2 separate regions of the Rattus norvegicus genome follow, and region 2 is linked to region 1. Evidence: chromatin contacts called from public Hi-C data. All regions are on one chromosome and are shown on one strand. The core of a region is the stretch at or near the end of the contact, and the rest is flanking DNA. Distances in the headings are between cores, read along the strand shown.

The links. A called contact is a pair of places that touch in the nucleus more often than the background predicts.
Region 2: a Hi-C map of Schwann cells shows a contact between it and region 1, with 4 times the contacts expected there. The contact joins the promoter of Mbnl2 here to the enhancer-like site in region 1. A contact is called at or near these places in 7 of 12 Hi-C or Micro-C datasets (the A7r5 cell line, the Rat2 cell line, Schwann cells and 4 more) and 1 of 1 datasets of contacts at active chromatin or transcription factors (oligodendrocytes).

The regions. Positions count from the first base shown.
Region 1 is chr15:103,666,752-103,674,313 of GRCr8, reverse strand. LOC102547244 (a long non-coding RNA gene) reads left to right here. Exons shown (of 6, transcript XR_001841468.3): 3 at 333-498; 4 at 3,051-6,123. Among named protein-coding and RNA genes, the nearest start is that of Oxgr1, 120 kb to the right of the region's middle. Within about 2 kb of position 3,468, at least 47 of the 93 cell types and tissues checked have an H3K27ac peak or open chromatin away from gene starts, as enhancers often do. A contact at or near this core is called in the A7r5 cell line, Schwann cells and prefrontal cortex, where this site is marked.
Region 2 is chr15:103,788,235-103,795,796 of GRCr8, reverse strand. Mbnl2 (muscleblind-like splicing regulator 2) reads right to left here and starts at 3,609. Exons shown (of 9, transcript NM_001111064.2): 1 at 3,411-3,609.

The sequences.
Region 1 (7,562 bases), core at 2,219-4,718:
AACTTGAAGATTTTTAAAAGGCAAGTACTCATTTTAACAGGAACGGTTTTTTTAAATGCCAGTTTTGAGGAGTTTAAAAAAATATTAGAGATAGCAAATGGGAACAGAGTAGAAGGGTTAAGTAAGTGAGGGGGCGTGTCTTTCAGAGCTGTTATGAAGACCACCACGAGGACCAGCATGGTAGCACAGCAGGGTCCCTGTTTCGGTGTAAGGAAACTGAAGTTCACACAGATAGATGAATATTACCACCAGGGCTGACCGGACAGTGTGGGCAGGGCTGGGCTAACAGGTGGGCAACTTGATTTTGTAGAATTCTTTTTATGGCATCTCAGAAAGAAGCAAGATGTCACCTGGAAACTGGAGGGAAAAAGAAGAAATGAACCAGCGTCGACTGCTAAGAAGGTGAAGAAATGAACCAGCGTCGACTGCTAAGAAGGTGAAGAAATGAACCAGCGTCGACTGCTAAGAAGGTGATAAAGTTGACCATCTGTTCCTCAGGTAGAAAGTCAGAAAGGGAAAAGAGAAGATATCTTTATGTATATCTCCAGGATAAAGTTCAATTGTTCTCTATAGGATTCATCCATTCATTCATTCACTCACTCATTCCCTCACTCACTCATTCCCTCACTCATTCATTCACTCACTCATTCCCTCACTCATTCATTCACTCATTCCCTCACTCACTCATTCCCTCACTCATTCACTCACTCACTCACTCACTCATTCACTCATTCATTCACTCATTCACTCACTCATTCACTCATTCATTCACTCACTCATTCATTCACTCATTCCCTCACTCATTCATTCACTCATTCACCCATTCCCTCACTCATTCATTCACTCACTCATTCCCTCACTCATTCATTCACTCACTCATTCATTCACTCATTCCCTCACTCATTCATTCACTCACTCATTCACTCATTCCCTTACTCATTCATTCACTCACACATTCAGTCAGAGCAAACAACACTGACAAACAGAGCAGCCAGAATGGACTCCAGTGTCTCACATGCTGGAGGTGCCTGGTTTTGAAATGTGGAGGAATTCCTGAGCAGTGGGAAAACCAGATATGGGAATTGGGTGCATAGCGGAGGACCACTGCCAGGTCCTAACGTGGATAGAAGCTGAGCAAGATAGATGAGTATGTCAAGTCAACCAAGACCATCTGAAACCAAGATGGCTAATACCCCTCTTACCCACCCCTCACTGGCTGCTGCTGCTGCTTTCCCTGACTGTTCTGCTCTCCGAGTCATCCACCCTCGGGAATAGTGGTCCACAGCAGAAAGGCTGCTCAAACCTGCGGCGTTTTACTGGCGAACGTTACTGGAGAGGGGTTCAATAGTAGGCCAACATCGCACTGTGAAAACACACTGTCAGAGTAAAGGGTGTTTTCTGAGGCAGACTTGACACAATAGGCTACTGTCTATTGTGCACTTTCCGTAATTAATACCACTTAAGAGATGCCACTCAAGGCAGACCCAAGGTCCGAATTAGACTAGACTCAAGGGTCTGAGATTTTATCTACTTGAGACTCTGCAGGGGAGGCAGAGGGACATGAAAATGGAGGAGGCAAGGCTAGCTGGCTGAGTTTGCAGCTCCTCAGGGATCCTGGCTGTTCAACCCAGCACACCACACCACAGAGAGCCTGCTAGCTCCACTGGACATCCCATGCTGCATCGGGAAGGTCCCAGGGAGCACAGGGCCTCAGGCTGCCTGCTGCTGGTGCCCACCTCCCTGGAGAGGCCACTCCTGCCTTCCTGGTTAATAACACAGTGTTGAAAAGACAAGTAAGTGCTGCTTCGAGGTCCAGTGGTCACATTCATGTTGTGATCTTCTCTGGGGCCCGTCTCATTGTTTCCACTCACTGCTAATTGTACCCAAGTAATGAGAAACATTGTACCCAAGTGATGAGAAACCGTAAACAGCCTGCCTTCCCCAGCGCTTGCTTGCCTCGAAGGGTCTAGGGATTTCCTAAAACGTACAACACCAGAATCCACCCAGCCTTGGTTTGAAAGAGCCAATATTTATAAGGGTCTGGGTAGGGGCTGTCTCTGTTCTTACTGCCCTCCTCATGGATAAGAAATGAAGGGTTGTCTGGATCCTTGTGTGAATTTCTCTTTTCGGTTTATCTATCACACCTATCCTTGCACTGTGCTCTAACACATCCAAGTCTCTCAGGACCTTGGGATCCTCTGCCCACCTCCATCCACACTGCCTTCAAACTGTGATGATGCTTACCACTCAGGGCAAACCACACCACTGTGGACCCCTGACGTTGTTCATATCCGTGAATAAGATTTGTAGAATCCTAACATTTTACAGCGCACATGTACATGCACACACATGCACACTTGGCCACGTGGTGGGGGAGGGAGGGTCATAACCTAGTGTTTTTTAAAACCCACATTCCTATCTTATAAGTAATAAGAATCAAAGGGAAGAAGTAGTTAGCTGAGACATTCCACTTTGAGCTTGTTTGGTAACTAGTAGGAAGCCAGTAGGTTTGAGATAAGACCCCAACCCACAATTCCCTGTACTTTACGGGAAGTGGAGAGTCTCTTCTCCTCTCAGGGATCATAGATACTGAAATTATGCCTGCCCTTCTGAACAAGACCAAACAAATATACTCAAGTTTTTTCAAATATTGGCCCTCCATATTTTGGAAGGCAAATTGGGAGCCCTCTCAGGCTGTTTCCCAGACTTCCAAACACACAGAAATCGTCTGGGGACCTGCGGAACTGCAGGCTGGGATCCAGCAGTTCTTGGGTGAAGATCATACACTCCCCACCTGTGCCTGGGCCAATTGCTCAAAGGAAAAGCTGAATTGTATGTTGTCTTTCAGATCAAGAAATCTTCCAATATCATTTCAGTTTCCTATCCTTTAGCATTTATAAAAGCACTGGAACTACATCGGCCTTTTACTAAATCATGTCCAATATGTCTGGACAGAAGACTGTTAAAAACCTAATAAAAAAGCCATACATCTTTCCTTACTCGCCCAAGCTCCGGTCTCAGTCCCGTTTTGAAATCTTTACTTCTTTCAGTTACTTATAGCACGGTCATCGTCTGGAAAGTTGGAGACAATGACTAGAAGACAATGAAGGGACGAAATACAAGGTGTCTGGTGCAGACTGATATGGCCAGGCACGTAATTAATGCCTCTTTAAAAGTGAACAAAAGCAGAGCAAGAAGTAAAAAACAAAGCGATTACGCATCAGCTGCTGAAACACTGTGTCCTAGCTTAAACGAGGCTGGAAAAATGCTTCCACAGAGAACAGGATGCTTGAGGACTCTAGCCTTTTCCCGGAGGGGCTGTAATGGCTCCAGCCTCGCAGACGGGCTGCGCAGCGGCGCCAGCGAGCTCTGCTGCCCCCTGCTGGACGGAACGCGGGACTCGCGCCAGCCAGTCTGCGAGGCTCCCGCTGGCTCCCTGGGGACCCAGCACTCCTCCAGCAGGTTATGCAACACCAGCTCACTTCAGGAAAGGAAACCATCGACTTCATGGAGCTTCCAATGAGCCAGTGTTAAGAGTAAGGCGGAGACTAGAAAATAGCACGCATGTGTCCAGCCTTGGAGGCGCGTGTGTAAGGGGAGTGGACTAACTGAAAGGAAGCAGTGTAAAGATTAGCCGCAGGGTATGGTCTTCTAGTGACGCCGCACCTCATGACCAGCTACTGACATGGTGGGCGGCAGTGCTTCATTTCCGGAGTGCAGCCCCATCTTCTAGCTCCTTCAAGGTTATAGATCTTCTAGCTGTGTGACCTTCAAGGTTTTAAACTCTGACTGTTGGTGAACCATATCCAGTGGGTTGGTCTTTCCTAACAAGACACACAGTGAAGGCTTTATAGAGAGGCATATTAAGGTGGAGCAGGGCTATTCCCTCCTTTTACTGTTCAGAAATAATAAACATTTTGATATTTCCAGTATTCGTCCGGATCACCATATCTTTAGAGGAATTTTTCTTCTATTTGGACCGACCCTTTGGAGTTTTACCTTTTGGGGTTTTACTGATGTGAAGGAGGGGTCGTGGTGGTGGTGGCCGTTCACTCTTGTCCAATCTGGATGTGGATTAATGGTGTTTTCCAGCCCATAAAATATTTTAAAATTTTTATTTCACACGGGGTTATGAAGCATCGCTGCCTTTACGACAGCTCGACTGGAACTTTCAAAATTAAAAATGACAGGAACTGAAAGTTGTCATAGAGATTCCAAGGCACTACCATTCTCTTATTCTGTAGACGATGTTCTGCGCTTTTCAACCAAGTAAGAATAGATCTCTGGAGATGAGAAGATGACCACCACGTGTCTTTTCCCAGTCTTTGGATGGTACCTTTCACATCCTGGAAGGGAGAAAGCTGAGTCACCACCACAGAGTCTGAACCTGATTATCATATTCAGTAGCCACTGCCAAGCATACATTAGCACCTCTCCCAGAACTACTCTCTGTCTGCACAGGGCACCTGGACACTCTGCTCATGAGAATGCAATACCCAACATGAGTCAAGAAAGCCCAAAGACGTCCACCCTGATCTGGTGATAGATGACACCTGACCTCCTTAGCCAATATGCAGACTGAGACTGTATCTGGCAGAGTTTCTGGCTGCAGAACCCTTGACCGTCAGAAGTGAATGAAAGTTTGGTAAGCTGTGCTGGAGCACTGCCAGTGTGCGGTGCTGTGAGCCGCCCTCACAGGATTTCAGGGAAGAACTGTGGGGAGGAGGCACTGAATGCCTTAGATGCAGCGGGGAGAAAACCCTTCCTCCTACACCCTTAAAACAGAGCGAAAGGAAACAAAATAATAAAACTAATAACAAAATAACAAAATAATACCCCCCCACAAGCTACACCCTTACTTTTCTGGTCTCACCTGCTGCTTTCCTTAGGAGATAGTTTCAATGGAAAAGATTCTAAAGTTCATGTGTTCGAAAGCTTCTTGACCTTGCAGTTGGCGATGATCTTTGGGGGGTTATGGAACTGTGGCTGGGGTCACTGGGAGCCAGGTCTTTGGGGTCACAGCTCTGCCCTATTTTTGGACCCAGTCTCTCTGTGTGTCATCTGTCAAGAAGTGAGCAAGCTCTCCTACACTCCTTCTGCTCTGGTTCACCTCCACCAATACCCGTACTCTCAACCCAGGGGTGAAAATTCCTTTCTCCTTCAGTGTGCTTCTTCCTGGGCATTTGGTAGCAGCAATTTCAAAAGCTAAGCTACCTTACTAGTATGAGCTTCAGTGGTTTACACCAGGTAGGTCGAGGGAAAGGTAAAACTTGGGATTTGCTCAAAACATGGCCACACACACACACACACCTGATGCTCGACACACACAGCCAGGCACACCTGATGCCAGAAAGGGTGAGGTGGGGATGTCAGAAAGTCCTGGGAGGAACCCAGGCTGTGTTCTAGGCACATATCTATAGCTCATAGTTTGTGTGTTCTTGGAAGACACAGAAGTATTATAAACTCGTAAATAGAATTGCATAAGACTGTACTCATGACATAAATGATTCCTCACACGAGCGAACCAAGAAAGCCCAAAGATGTCTACCCTGAACTGCAGATAAAACATCATCAGACCTCCTTAGTTAGACGCCGCTGACACACATTCGGAGATCTTATCCGGCAGAGTTTCCAGGCGTACGGAAGGTGGATTGAGTTCAGGATGAATGAACTATTGAACAGTGGAGCTCAGGGAGTGGGCGATGGATTAGTGGACAAAAATAGCCCTGGACACCTGTGTAAATCCTTGGTGATCTGATCTACGCCATAAAAACCAGACAGTGGGCATCTGTAACTCATAATAAGTCCTTTCTAACATCACTGAGGTTATCTTAAAGAGCCTCTTGGTGCTCCCCTCCCCCATAGCTTTAGAGTGGGGCCAGGCTGCTAACTGCGCCAACGCTGCATTTGGAGGGCTGTGACTTGCAGCCTGACCTCCTGGAACTGAGTGGAGCAGCAATCAACAATGACTTTGTAAGCTGATCCCTGCTACAGACCGTACAAAATCCTCAACGGGGAGAGCTGCTTACCTACAGAGGTCACAGGAGCTCTGTGCTCACCACCCCTAATGCCCGTGTTCCTTGAAGTTGGCTGTTCCTGAGTTGTATCTTTTGAAGTGAACTGGTAAGCCCAAAGGAAGCACATCTCTTGTTCTTTTATTTATGTTTTTATTGTGTGTGTGTGTGTGTGTGTGTGTGTGTGTGTGTGTGTGTGTGTGATTCTGACAAATTGTAAAACAAGAGGCAGAGCATGGGACTCTGACTTTGCAGCTTGTTGGTCACGGGTACAGGTGACCTGGTCTTGCAGCTGGTGTCTGAAGTAGACGAGACAGTCTTGCGTGACTGAACCCTTTCCCTCTGGGGCTTGTCACTGACTCCATGCTGTTAGTGTTAGAACTGAACTGAATTGTGGGACACCAGATGGTATCTGGAGAGTTGGAGGGTTGATTGGTGTGAAGAAAGAGCCCACACATTTGGTGTCAGGAATGTTGTAAGCGAAAACATTTTGGAAGTGGGAACTCAAATCTCTATTCTGTGACATGGCAGCCCAGAAAAAGCCAGGCCATCACCTACCAGACTTGGCCTCTTCTCTCTGTCTCAGAGCAAGTGACCCAGCTCCACTTCCACTGTAACTGCTGGCTTGGTTGGATTCTTCTCACAGAGGATGCCCTCAGTTGTTGGCAGTGTAAGACTTTGTGAATAAACACAAGGCAGCTGGGAGTTTGATGTCAGCTGCTTTTGTCCCCAACTGAACTGTGCAGCTGAGGCTCTGCCTTCTAGTTCCTGCTTGGCCTGGTAGACACCATGAGAAGGGTGTCTGCTGTCCATGCTGGGTGCAGACCTCAGCAGATACAAGACACACAGGCAGGGCTGACTGACTTCCATTTTTAATTTCTCAATTGTATCATGATCTTAACAGGTCTATCAGAGAGGGGGGGAGGAGAGAGAGAGAGAGAGAGAGAGAGAGAGAGAGAGAGAGAGAGAGAGAGGAGTCTGTGTAGCACAGTCAGTACTGGTACAAGAAACCACAAAGGTGTGAACGTTCCTATTTATCCGTAATGGTTTTGATCCCAAGAACACAGTAAAAGGCTGGCAGTTACAAGGAAAGTACCCCACTATCAAAATGACTGGCTGTGCAAAACCCTCATCGTCACTGGTTTAAGTCAAAAAGTAAAAAAAAAAATTGTCTGAAAGGATGGCGAGGAGTACTGATCTGAGCTTCTTCATGATGAGGCTTGAAAAACATGTTATGTTAAAGAAGCCAGTTGTAAACACTGCTTACTGTCCTGCTTGTAGAGTGTCCATAAAGAACAAATCTACAGAGACTTTAAGTGGATTAGTGGTTGCCTAGGGAACCTCCCCTCAACCCTGTGTGTGTGCCTGTGTGTTTGTGTGTGTGCGCATGTGTGTGTGTGTGTGTGTGTGTGTGTGTTCATGTGGTTTTGTGGGTGTGGTATGTGTATGTGTGTGTGTGTGTGTGTGTGTGTGTGTGTGTGTGTGTGTATACACACATGATATTTCAATGGCACTAAGTAAATATAGTTGACCTGTGATGTGGAGACC
Region 2 (7,562 bases), core at 2,360-4,859, 120 kb before region 1:
TATCTCTCTCTAACTGAGTGGTTCTTTCCAGAAAAGGAGGCTCGGGCTCCTGACTCTTTATTAGTAGTATTATTTTCTGCAGTCTCTTTCCCTCTTCACAGGGCTTGAGGCTGAGCCTCCGCTGCTCTTGTGAAAAGGAAGAAGTGTCCTGTTCTCTGTGGGGTCGTGACCTTGGAGTTCTCTGGGAGCTCACCTGATGGACTTTTGACCTACTGATCTGTCATGACTCAGGCTCCTGCCTGCTTCCCTTTCTCTGACACTCCTCACCCCGACTGCCCACTTGCTTCCTCTTTGCCAGCTTTCTTGCCTGACAGGCCCAGCAGTAGCTGTTAGCCTCCCAAGGGCCTTTCAGGGGTAGCTCTCTTGTGGAGGGGCTGACGGCACCCAAACTACTCCCTCTTGTCCCTGGACCATTTCTTCATTAAGTAAAATCCTTCCCCACCACTGCGATGCCCCTAGCTTCTGCACTGCTACTGTTTCGTTATTTTGGAAAATGTAAATGAGTCAGCTTGCCTTGCTTCCCACAGTTTTTTTCCTTGCCGATAAGAGAATGCAAGAAGGAAGAGATAAACGAGTGTCAGACTGACCCAACTCCTTCTCCAGGAGGAATTTGCTCAGTATCTAAGTCCCCTGCTCCCCATTCCTGCTTGAAATCCCAAGTACCTGCTCTTGGATCTCTATGGCACTCCCAGAGCTTGGGACTGGCCCAGAGCCATGTGATATTGATTTGTTTTCACCATGGCAACAGCAAATTAAAACAACGAGCAGAGGAGAAGGCAGGCTGTTGAGCAGTAAGCTGCATGACCAGTATATTCCACAAGCATCCTTTCCTGCCTTCCGCCGGGCCTTCCCTCTCCTTCCCTCCACTTCCACAGATTTCACACAAGAGGCAAAGGAAGAGCGGCACTGAGAACTTTGGGCCACCACAGCTCTACTAAGCCCACTGCTGGCAGAGACCAGCTTACCCAGCAGCTTCTGGAACATTAGGTGAGATGGATGGAGGAAACGCAGGCTAACAACCATGCCTTCTTGACTTCCTTGGAAATTCCATTTAGTTGGCTTGGGCATCTTTAGAAAACTTGTAAGAAACTGACAGAGACTGGAAGGTTTTATATTTTGTAGCCTTCAATCTAAACACCCCAAGACATTATCCACAATGTTTCCACACAGAGGCCCCTTCCTTTGTACTTCACCCGGCATTGTCCCAGGAGACAAACAACTTTTGTTACTGTTGTTTGTACAAAACAGGTCCCTAGAATTCTAGGAGAGAACGTGTAAGAAGTATTACTTGTTCCAAGAAGATAAAGAAACTGAGGTAGGCACTTGCCCAAGGCCACACTAAGTGGTGCGGGAGGCCAGCTGGTAGGTAGTAGGGACTCCTGAACCGCAGTGTGCTCTAACCCAAATTCTTTCTTTAGAAGGAACCTCAATAAACACTAACCTTTCTCCCGATCGTACAATCAAGGGTGTTACAAAAGTGCCACCTGTGACACAGGGTTAACAGCAGGCAGTGTTGTATTTTATTTCCTTTGAGCCATCTGCCTTAGGACGAGGTGCTGTATCTATGAAAGCAGCTGTCACCCACCATCCAATCAACCTTGAACTTGGTAGCATATCCCGGGCCTTAGATAATGGTTCCAGGGGAGCTGGGATTGGGTCCCCCTGGGGTGGACCCCCCAGCTGCGCCCCCCTGGCATTGGCCCCCCTGGGATAGGCCACACAGGTAGCCTTGCCAAGCCACGCAGCTAAGAGAGGCCAGAAAGAAAGTGAAATTCAGCTCAGAGGCCAAGGCTTTGCACTGGCCAAGCCAGAGAAGCTGGCAGAAAACCTGGGCAGGCAGGCAGGTAGGAGAAGTTGCCCTATTTGGCCTGTGAAGGGGGATGGATAGGCTGTGAGTTTAAATGGGAAGGCATAACTCAAGTCCTGCCAACTGGGAGTTCGAATGTTCCTGGCCTGGACATAGAGAAATATTCCTCTCCACAAGCTGAATAAAAGAACACACAGCAGAAATAGTTGGGGGATGACGTCAGGAGTTCTGGGCTAGTGTCCTGCACTTCTCCTTGAAAGTAAAAACCGTGGGTCTAGAAGAATCTACGTGGCATTGCCCTTATTTAAATGAACAGTGCTGCTGTCCCTCAGAAGGGAGCAAAAGAGAGGAAGAAACTTCCTCTTACATAGATGGTAAAAATGTCTCTTGTTTAATTTTTGTTCCTCGTTGCTGCCTAAATACACATATGCCCTAACAGACATTTTCCTACTTAATCTTTGTCTTTTAAAGAGACAGTAAGGCCTTTTGAAGACCGTTGGAACATTCACTGGAACATTCACGGAGGTGGCAGTTAGGCAAGTTTTTTTTTTTTTCCCTTCGCTTCAGTGCTTGCTAACTATTCTAAAAATGTTACACATTTATTGTAAACACATGCTTCCAAGGCCTAACAAAAAAGCTCGGTTTCCTCAGGCCTGGCAGAAATTTAAAACGGAAAAGGGCAGAAAGAATCTTTAACACTGAGAGAGCCTTTCCTTCTCCTGGGCCAAGTGTGTTAAAAATAAATCTGCTTCAACCTTTCTAGCCGCTGCTTCTCGGCAAGAAAGTTGATCTGGCTGGGCATAGTGAGAGCCCAGCTTTAAAAGCTAGCCTGCTCTCATTAAATTATTCTGCTGGCTGTGTGTTCTCATTAAAAATGCATACAGATCAGATAATTGCAGTAAGCATTATTAACCCAGCTTTACTTTTGAACATAATGGTCCCACTTTTAAGCTGGAAACAAAGACGGAGGCTGCCAGGAAAAGCAATGTAAACACTGAACTACAGTGCCTAAGACCAGCCAGGAAGCTACCTCACATTCTGCCTCGGTGCTTAAAATGTGCTTTTGAAACTCAATTAAAGCCATTGCCCTGTAGCACCAGGGTGGCCCCCAGTTTCCAAGAAACAGACATATTTTGGTCCCAGGCGTTCAACCGATGATTGTTCACCATGATTTTCTTTTTTTTTTTTTTTTAAATTCTCAATTTCAAGTGTGTTTCCAAAGAACAGGAAACATGTAAACTTTATTCTGTAGCCCACTCTGGCCGTAAAAACCTCGATTATCTTAAGAAAATACTGACCTGGATCTTTCAGAGGATTAAAAAACAATAATAGCAAATGGATCTGCCCCTTAAATAAATAAATAGAAACCTCGGTTTTTATGCCTCACCCTAAACGGGCGGCGTAGATTCCAGCTTTGCCATTTCTTGTTCTCAAATCCGAATGTTACGTAAAACTCCAGGGTTTCCTGCGAGTATTCCGCTCGAATTAGTGGAATCGGTCTCCCTGGCTTCCCTAAGCACACACATGGAATGCAGCATACTGCAGCAAACTCTTTAAACATTAAAAAAAAAAAAAAATGGGGAAGGGGGGTTGTTTCTCCTACCTTGTTTAGCTCTGCTCGTCCTCCCCTTGTACAGTAACCCCAAGAACATCTGGCAGGACCGAGTGGCCGCGGCTTCTCCACCGCATCATGAGGAAGGGGGGTCCATGCAAATAGTTCTCCGTCCCTGTTTATTGTACTCTGCGAGCCGCCGGCCGTGGCTGGAAAATTTTACCTTCAGATGATGAAGCAAAGACAGTCTAAACTCTGTTGCTGTGAGCTGCAGCCCTTCCTTCCCACAGGCCCCGCCCATACGCAGCCGGCCAATCCCCAGCCAGCTCGTCAGCCCTCCTCGTCTGAAACTGGTCCTCATAGGATGACTGACACAGCAACACGGCGCTGGCAGGCTCTGAAAACAGTGCGTCCATACTGATGGAAGAGGGATCTCCCTCTCCGAGGAAAGCAGTCATAGCTCCGAGACAAAGTGGCACATAATTGGCAGAGCACAGAGAGGGGTAGGGTAGCTCAGACAAATACGCTTCGAGACACCCAGCCCGGAGCCGGGAGTTGCATCATAAACACTCCGGGAATCACGAAACTCCTAAGATGGCCAAGGAATCCAATTGGATCCCAAACTGAAAGTCTTATGGCGTTTGAGAAAGCGTATGGATAGAGATGTTCTTATTCATATGTGAGACAATAATTCAGTGTTTGTCATGGAAAGTGATACCTTACGAAACATTTGCATGCAACCACCGTGACTGAGGGAGGCTATAAGCAAGTTGGAGTACACACTGAAGACCATGCTTGAAGCCTCAGCACACAGCTTTTCTGGAGAGCTGTCACTGCAGTGGCCACTTACTGGAACCCATATATTTTCCATCTAAGTTTCCAGAGCACTAGAGACTTCAGTGAGGGGATGCTGAACGACGGAATTGATATCTCTACATTAAGCTTTGAGGCTCTTGGCTGGCACCCACTGGGGGATTAACTGTGTTTTAACCTTCTTAGATGCCATTTGATAAATACTCATACGTTGGCTATCCTGTCCTTAGTGCCGCAATGACTGTGGGAGGGCGTTTACTGCTGAATACACTTGGCACTGACCTAAGGGACATCCTCCATTTTCAGTCTGCAAAGGTTGACCCACAGATGCCAGAGATTCCCCCAAGATAAAGCAAGGGGGAAAAAAAGAAAGAACTGAAACGATTATTTTTTTTCCTCCCCAGTCAACAGCGTTTCTGCATGCTTTGAAAACAAAAAAACAAAAACATACGGCATTTAGAAAACACAATAAGCACACATTTTCCTTCCACAAAACACAACGTTTTGGATCTTAAAAATTAAGTATGATGGTCCCGTGACCAACTCCAGGCAAAAACAAAGACCCTATTCATCTGAAAGAGTGAGCCTAACTCTCTAATTTTTTTTTTTATGAGCAACTGTTTAATGAATGCATCTGGAAGGGAGCATCAGGGCAGGATGTAATGATTTAAGTGTTTTTAAGTTTCATGTTTTCGTTCGTAAAACACAGCATTTCTTGTGACTTGTGGACCGATTCTTCAATAGAATACCTTGTTTTATTCCTCTTGATTTTAATCCTTAATTCTTTTTTTTTTTTTTTTTTTTTTTGGTTCTTTTTTTCGGAGCTGGGGACCGAACCCAGGGCCTTGCGCTTCCTAGGTAAGCGCTCTACCACTGAGCTAAATCCCCAGCCCCTTAATCCTTAATTCTTATTTTTGTTTCTAGTCAGTATTATCATTGGTAGGCTTTGGTTGAGTCTGTCGTTGTTGTTGTTGTTTCCCCTGAAAAGTCGAATTAGCTACATTCAAACAGGTGGAAATCCCTTTAAAGTATCATTACCTCTTTGCACACATACTTGAGTGATCTCAAACTCACGATTATCTTCTTCTCCACCCCCTCCTGCTTTTGACATGAAATCCCCACTTTTACAATCTCATCACTTAAACTTTAGCCCCCTGTCAAGCCCCATTCTCACCCAAAGACATTAAGCCTCCTAGATTTTTCCTCTGAGCTAGGCCGGAGCCCTGACCTATTCCCTGTATGATACAAAAGTTAATTGATAGCCTCTGGGATCCAGGGCTGTTCGACTCCAGTCTTCCCTGTTGCCAGACAGGTTTTTCTGAAGTCATGTAAAGTCATGTTCCTTTTACACTCAAGCCTGTCCCTCCATAAAATCCAAATTACAGACTTTCGAGGTCCTGCAAAATGTGGCCTCCACCTTGGTCGTCCACTTTATGTCTGCTGTCCCTGCTCTCCACCCCACGTTTACATCCTCCTGACGCACTGTGTAGACCTCAGATCACCTGCCACTTCTTCAGTTCTGCCAATCAGCTTCTCTGATGTTCAAAAGGCTTCTGTACTGGTCGCTGTACCAGACTATTTTAAGCCCCTAACAATGCAGCCTTGTGTAGCTAGCTTGTCTGAGCTGATCTTGCCATTTCAGAAGGCTAGGTCCGTGTCCTACGTTAATTAAGAGAATGTGCATGAAGCATTTCTCCAAAGGCTGGTGCGACAGAGGTGCACTAGGGGATGTCTGTCATTAGAGTAATTTCCGTGTTGGACAGGAGGCCACAGGCAAACATGCTGGTTATTTTGTATCACAAGAAATGACATCATACTCACTTGTAAAAGCCAAAAAACCTGACACTTTTCTTCACTTCCCTCCCCAACCAGAACTTGAAATCCACTGCCAAAGTCTGTTGAGTTTAACACCTGGATATTTAGAACATTTTACTTTGTTTCCTCTCTGCGGATGGCCCTCTGTTCACAGGCTTTCTCTACCTTAACTCTTGAAATAGTAGCTGCTCCCTGAATGTTGTATCTTGTCTTTTTTTCCCCTTTTTTCTTTTCTTTTCACTGCTTTCATCTTGTCTCCTCTTTTCCTCCCGCTCCTCTGTTTCTTCTTCCTCCTCTTCCTCTCTTTCTCCCTCCCATACCCACTCTCTTTCTGAACCTATGATGTCCTACACAGGTAGAGCCTTGTATGTAGTGAGGGAATTCACCACCATGATATATGTAGCCTAATCTTTTGTTGCCTTTTTAAACACTTTGACAAGTCATACTAAGTTTCCAAGCGGTGGGCACCACACTCTGTGGCCCAATCAGGCCTTCAGTCTGGGCTTCTCCACTCTGAACTTCCAAGGTTGCTGGGATTCCAGGCCTGTGCTCTCAGCCCTGGCTGTGAATATGTTCTTGACACCCTTCAGGCCTCTCAGAATACTTCTTACAGAGTAATACTGTTTTAAAAGAAATCTTATTATATATACATATATATATGTATATGTATATGTATATGTATATGTATATGTATATGTATATGTATATGTATATATATATATATATTTTTTTATTGGGGACTGAAGTGTTCACATTCCCTACCCAAATTTTAGATGCTAAAGAGCTAACCTTGAAGGGATGATGTTTAAAAATGGCACCTGGGTAATTAGGTTCAGATGACATCACAGGGAAGGGATCTTCCTGAATACATTTCTGGTTTTATAAGAAGATACCAAAGAAAGGGCTTTTTCTTTTCTTCTAACTTGGGAGGACACAGTGAGAAGATGTCCCTCTTCAAGCCAGGAAGAGAGTCCTCACCAGATGCAGACCATGCTTGGATCCTCCCCTCAGAGCTCCAGCATTCAGTTATGAGAAAATAGACTTCTATTCTATAATCATGTCATTTTATGGGACTTTGCTACTGCAGCAGTCCCAAATTCAGATACCCAGAGCCTACATGAAAGCCAGGCATGACACTGTGCATCTACAAACCTAGACTAGGTGGCAAGAAAGGACAAGAGAATCTTTGGAAACTACTGGGTCAGCTAGCTAGCTAGGTCTGTGTATATAGCAGAAAACAGCAAGAAACACTGTCTCCAATAATGGGAGAAGACTGATGCTCCAAGTTGTCCTCAGCCCTCTTCATGCACGCTACAGCATTCACATACTATACTCACACACTTCCCACAGATTCACACACCCATGTCCACATCATACACCACACACACACACACACACCATACATACATATACACACATATATACCCACCTCTGTCACACACACACACACCATACCACACACACACTCACCACATACATACATACATACATATCACACACACACACATGCCCCACATACACACATGCACACACATAGCATACACACACTACACATATATACACATATATACACAT